Regions from separate parts of the Anas platyrhynchos genome. Here region 2 is linked to region 1. The links are chromatin contacts, called in public Hi-C maps. All regions are on one chromosome and are shown on one strand. Each heading gives the region's core, a stretch centred on a gene start, on an enhancer-like site or on the middle of the called end of the contact. The rest is flanking DNA. Distances are from core to core; before and after follow the strand shown.

Region 1 (2,740 bases), core at 117-2,616:
GAACACAATTGTAATGTGAGAGTAAAACAATTACAAACAGATAAATGGTTAATAAAAAATAAATGCAGAAATACTTCAGTCTGAGGATCACTTTGTGGGACGGAGGTGGGGAGGGGCAGTGCCACAGGGGCGAGAGGCCGGGAGCCGTGTCCAACAGCGGAGTTATGTTTTTAGGTGGCACACTGTGTGATTTGGGGCTGTTTGCACACAAAGAGGCCGCTTACACGTCGAGATCCTGGGCAGAAGAGATTTCCACAAGCCCAGGTCCCTGCTTCTGAGCCCGACCAAAACCCACCGCAGCTGGCACCGCAGAGGCAGCGCCATGAGAGGGGCACAGCACCAGGCCCCGAGGTGTGCACGCCCTGGGGGGCTCCAAATTGCAGGGTCCTGGGATCGGACGTGGGGACGTGGTGCCTTGGGGACATGCTGATGGATCTCTGAGGCTCTGACACAAGCCCCCCATTCCCTGCAGTCCCCCATCCCTTTAGTCTCCATCGCACATAACCCCGTTCCCCATTGCTCCCCCACCCCCTACAACCACCATCCCCTATACACCCCATGCTCCATAGCCCCCTTTCCCTACAGGCCCCCCAATGCTGCCCCATCCCCTACAGCCTTCCCCATCCCCATCCCTATAGCCCCACCACCCCCTGAATGCTTTGTCCCATAAACCCCCCCATAAAGGGGGCACCCCTTCTCCTATAACCCCCCATCCCCTATAGCCACTAACCCTATATCCCCACCCCCTATGGCCACCAACCCCTACACCCCCCCCTTTATAACCCCCTTCCTCTTTTATAACCCCCCCTCTCTACTCTCCATCCCCTATACCCCCACCATCCTCTACACCCCCCCCCCACCCCCTATTTCCTACAAGCCCCATACCCCAGTGCCCTATAACCTCCCCCATCCCCTACAGCCCCCAACACCCCCTATTTCCTACAGTCCCCCCACACCCACATCCCCTACAGACCCCCCCTTACACCCCCATTCCCTACATCTCCCCATCCCCTACAGCCCCTCCCCAACACCCCCTATTTCCTACAGACCCCCCATCCCCTACAGCCCCCCCTTCACCCCCCATCCCCTACAGCCCCCCCGTACACCCCCATCCCCTATACTCCCTCCCCAACACCCCCCATCCCCTACAGACCCCCCCCTTAGACCCCCATCCCCTAAACCCCCTCCCAACACCCCCTATTTCCTACAGACCCCCCCTCACCCCCCCATCCCCTCCACCCCCTCCCCAGCCCCCCCCAATCCCTTCCACCCCCCCACCCCCCTCAGGCTCCCTCCGCGCCCCGCTACCGCCCCCCCGCGGCCCCCTCTCCCCTCTTCCTCTCTCGCCTTCCGCGGGGCCGGGCCCTGCGCGGCCGCCGTCGGGGGGCGGAGGCCGAGGGGGAGGCCGGGGCCGGGGCCGCCCGGGGCCGGGCCGAGGCCGGGACCGGGACCGGGACCGGGGCCATGGGGAACCTGTTCGGGAGGAAGCGGCGGAGCCGCGTCACGGAGCAGGACAAGGCCGTGCTGGTAACGGGGGGGGGGGGGTGGTGGTGAGGGCTGGGCCCGGTGAGGCCCCGTGAGGCGGCGGCGGCTGCCCCTGCCCCGGGCCCGGCCCTGAGGCGCGTCCCGCCGTGTCCCTGCAGCAGCTGAAGCAGCAGCGCGACAAGCTGAGGCAGTACCAGAAGCGGATCAGCCTCAACATGGAGCGGGAGCGAGCCCTGGCCCGGCAGCTGCTGAAGGAGGGCAAGAAAGAGTGAGTGGGGCCGCTGGGGGGATGGGGGGGGGGCTTGGGGCTGCTTCTCCAGCCGGGCCCAGCCCCTGGGGGTCCAGCTTGGGTCTGGGGGGCTGCACGGTGACACCCCCAGCACGGTGACCCCCCCAGCACGATGAAACCCCCCCAGCACGGTGACCCCCCCCCAGCACAATAAACCCCCCGTCCCCACCAAACGCAGGCGCTAGGTCGCCAATTTATGCTCGATTAATTGACCCACCCTTATTCACGGGAACAGCTCAGGGGTCGCATTGAATTTTCACTTTTGTTTCTCCTCTTTTGGAAAAATAACACAAAATGAGTGGTGTTTAAACGAGTACCGTCACCTAAAGCGGCCTCTTTAGGCTCGTCTGCTTCCTTCTCTGCTGAGTTGCCCTGCTCTTGTCCCCCAGAAAAGCCCCGCTCTTATCCCCTTTGCTCCCCTCTGTGCTGAGTTTTCCTGCTCTTCTTGTCCCCCAGAAAAGCCCTGCTCTTGCTGAAGAAGAAGCGCTACCAAGAGCAGCTCCTGGACAGGACGGATAACCAGATCAGCAACTTGGAGCGCATGGTGAGCGCCGGGCGGCCCCGCTGGGGCGGGGGTGACAGCCTCCAGCCAACACCTCCTGCTGGGGGCAGAGTCCTGAGAGCCCTGTGCCCAACGCACAGCGCTCTGGGATCAGCCTCGTGCCACGGCTCCTCTCTAACGAATCAGCGTGAGCTTGGTTTGAGTCAGTATTGTCAGCTCCGTGTTAAATACAAGTGTAGTGAGTTACTAAAACTTGAGGCACAGTGCAGGCAGCTGTAGTAGAAACTTCCTCTGGCTTGTCTTGGGACCTTGGTTTTAGGAACAGTATTTGTTCTGGTGCGGTCAGCGAAACTACAGCCTCAGCTTAGGTTGCCTGCTGGAGAGCCAGAAAAAGGCCTGCTGGATATGCAGCTGCCTGCGTTAAAAGTTTTTCTGTGCATGTTTCATGCTGCTGGTGTAATTTA
Region 2 (2,740 bases), core at 173-2,672, 220 kb after region 1:
TTGGTGGCCGTGATGCGCTTCACCCCGTCTGGAGACTGCACGCGGATGATCTGTGGGGAAAAGAGGACAGCCCCCGTTAGCTGTGGGGACACGGAGCCCACCACTCCAGCACAATTAATCCCCCCCGCACCAGTTTTTAACGCTGCTCCTCGTCAGAGCACAACCACACCAGGCAGTAATTCCCTCCTGCATGGCATTACACGCCCAAGGATTAATTACCCTAATGGACGAGGCCCTGCGAGAAGCTGGCAGGGAAAATAAAATGCTAAGGCTGCTTTTTGTTTTGTCACAGCTCTGCTCTCGGACGTGGAACCAAACTTTTAGGACAAGGGTGGATCAGAGCTGCTCCGGGAGGGACGCATCCAGCGCCACAACCACCGGCCGGACCGGTGCCGACGGGCTCCAACCCTCGTTAGTGGCGTGCAAATTGCATGGCTAATGAGGGGACGCAGAGAGGAACATCCTGCGTTGGTTTATAATGAAGAGACACGAAGCCAGGAAACGTTCTGCGTTGCTTTTGATGAAGCGTTAAGTCGGAAGTGGGGAAAAATGGCAACTTTGGGGGGTAAAAAATAAAAATATACACAAAAATTGGGCATGGATGTGGTAATAAAGGGCTGGGGAAGCAGCGAATGTAAACGCTGGTGTCCTCATGTTCCCTGCTGCAGCCTTAAAGTCAGAAATGGGGGGAAAATGGCAAGTTTGAGGGCTAAAATATAAAAATATACACAAAACCTAGGCATAGAAGGTGGTAAAAAGGGCTGGGGAAGCAGCGAATGTAAACACCGGTGTCCTCACGTTCCCTGCTGCAGCCTTAAGTCAGAAATGGGGGAAAACCGGCAATTTTGGTGTGGCGAAATATAAAAATATAAAGAAAAACCGGGCACAGGAGGTGGTAAAAAGGGACGGGGAGGCAGCGAGCGTAAACACCGCTGCCCTCACGCTCCCTGCTTGAAGTTTAAAGCCAGAGACGAGGCAAAAACGACAATTTTGGTGGGCGAAATATAAAAATATAAACAAAAACCGGGCACAGGAGGCGGTAAAAAGCAGCGAACGTCAACGCTGCCCCCCCGGGACCGGGCAGGACCCCCCTGAGGGGGCTGCCAGGGGGCAGAGGAAGGCCCCGGGGCTCGGGGGGGGCCTCCCCTTACCCCCCCCAACCCCCCCCCCCCACCCCCGGGGCCTTCCCCGCCGCCCCCCCCCGGTTTCTGCTGCCTCATCGCCCCTCCCCCGCCGCCGGGCCCCACTCACGATCGTCTCCGCCATCTCGCCGCCCTCCGGGGCCCTCTCAGCGCTGCCCCCGGCCCCCCCCCGCGCCGTTCCTTGAGGCCCAGGCCGGTTCCGTTCCCCTCCCCCCCCCCGCTCCGCTCCCGCCGCCGCCGCCGCCGCCGCCCCCAGGGCCCGGTCCCGGCCCCGCCGCCGCCGCTGCCCGCTCCCCTCAGGCCTCCGGGTGGGTCCCAACCCCCGGCCCCCGCGTTCCGCCGCACAAAGGTTCCTAGGCGGGGCGGTCCGCCGCCACAGCGTTCCCCCATGGAGGCGCGGTGCAACCGCCTAACCCGCCCCCCTCAACCACATCGCCTATTTTTTCGTTCCGGATACAAACAGTCCCCCGTTCCTAATCTTCCTCCTCATCCTCATCCTCCTCTTCCTCTTTCCTCTTGCTTTCCCCCACACGTTGGGGGAATCCCCAAGGGGTCAGAAAACCACGGGGTGGGCTCAGATTGGGTGCGGATCCTCGTCCCCTGCTCGCCCCCGCTGCCCCTCTAATGGCGGTCCTGGACCCACCCTGCCAAACCTTCACCACCCACCACTGTGGGGGCTGCAGGGGGGGGCTGAGTGGGCCCAGCTGCGGTGCTGGGAGCTGCGGCCCTATTTAAGGCCCGGCCGCAGCCTCTCACATGATGGGAGTGTGACTGCAGCAGCCCCGGGGAGCAGGATGGCGCCGCTCAGGGAACGGCTGTCCCGGCTCCTCAGCCCCCACAGGGCCGGGGGCAGCGGGGAGAGCAGCCGGCTGCTGCCCCAGGTAACCCCCGGGACCCCCGTCCTGGCCTCTGTGGGGTCCTTGGGGTGGCTCCGTGTCCTGGGCCTGGGGGGGGGGCTGGGTGCTTCCTGGGCACCTATGGGTGCCTGCATCCCCTGGGGTCCCCATAGGGATGAGCTGGGGGTCTCTGTGAGGGGCAGGGTCTCTGGCAGGGCTCCCTTGTGGGGTGGATGTAGAGTGCCCTATTCCCACCTCACCCACACCCCATTGGGGTTATGGGGTGTGGGCTTTGGGAACCCCCAGCTGCCTTGTGCTGGTGTGCGTAGGGAATGTGGGGGCCATTATGGGGGTGTTTCTGGGGGTCTGCAGGCCCTACAGCCACCACGGGGGATGTGTCTTTGTCCCACGCAGGCAGCCAGGCTGGTGGAGCTGCCCTACCCCTCTGATGATGATGACGATGATGAAGGCTTGCAGCTGGGGGACGTGCACCTTTCTGTGGCCGAGCAGCACCCCGAGGAGTGGCACCCCGTCCCCCAAAAACCGGGCGCCTTCAGCCACTGCGTGCGGTACCTGGCCTTCCTCTGGAACCTCCTCTTCCTCCTGCTGGGCCTCCTGGCCCTAGGAGTGGGGGTTTGGGGGCTGCTGGCCAAGGGGTCCCTACAAGACGAGCGCCTGGCCCTGCTGGGCTCTGACCCCATGCTGCTCTTCGTGCTGGTGGGGCTGGGGGCCAGCGCCGTGTCCCTGGCCGGCTGCCTGGGG

What was found. Hi-C and Micro-C count contacts between places; a contact is called where the count stands out from the background.
Region 2: a contact with region 1 is called in a Hi-C map of liver, with 3 times the contacts expected there. The contact joins the promoter of NPLOC4 here to the promoter of CHMP6 in region 1. A contact is called at or near these places in 3 of 8 Hi-C or Micro-C datasets (liver, skeletal muscle and subcutaneous adipose tissue).

Annotation. Positions count from the first base shown.
Region 1 is chr19:1,139,721-1,142,460 of IASCAAS_PekinDuck_T2T, forward strand. It overlaps CHMP6 (charged multivesicular body protein 6), which reads left to right and starts at 1,367. Exons shown (of 8, transcript XM_038165497.2): 1 at 1,367-1,527; 2 at 1,644-1,753; 3 at 2,231-2,318. The coding sequence starts at 1,465. It overlaps RPTOR (regulatory associated protein of MTOR complex 1), which reads left to right. Exons shown (of 35, transcript XM_072025751.1): 35 at 1-73.
Region 2 is chr19:1,359,342-1,362,081 of IASCAAS_PekinDuck_T2T, forward strand. NPLOC4 (NPL4 homolog, ubiquitin recognition factor) reads right to left here and starts at 1,423. Exons shown (of 17, transcript XM_038165401.2): 1 at 1,252-1,423; 2 at 1-50. The coding sequence starts at 1,266. It overlaps TSPAN10 (tetraspanin 10), which reads left to right and starts at 1,663. Exons shown (of 3, transcript XM_027471401.3): 1 at 1,663-2,023; 2 at 2,393-2,740. The coding sequence starts at 1,937.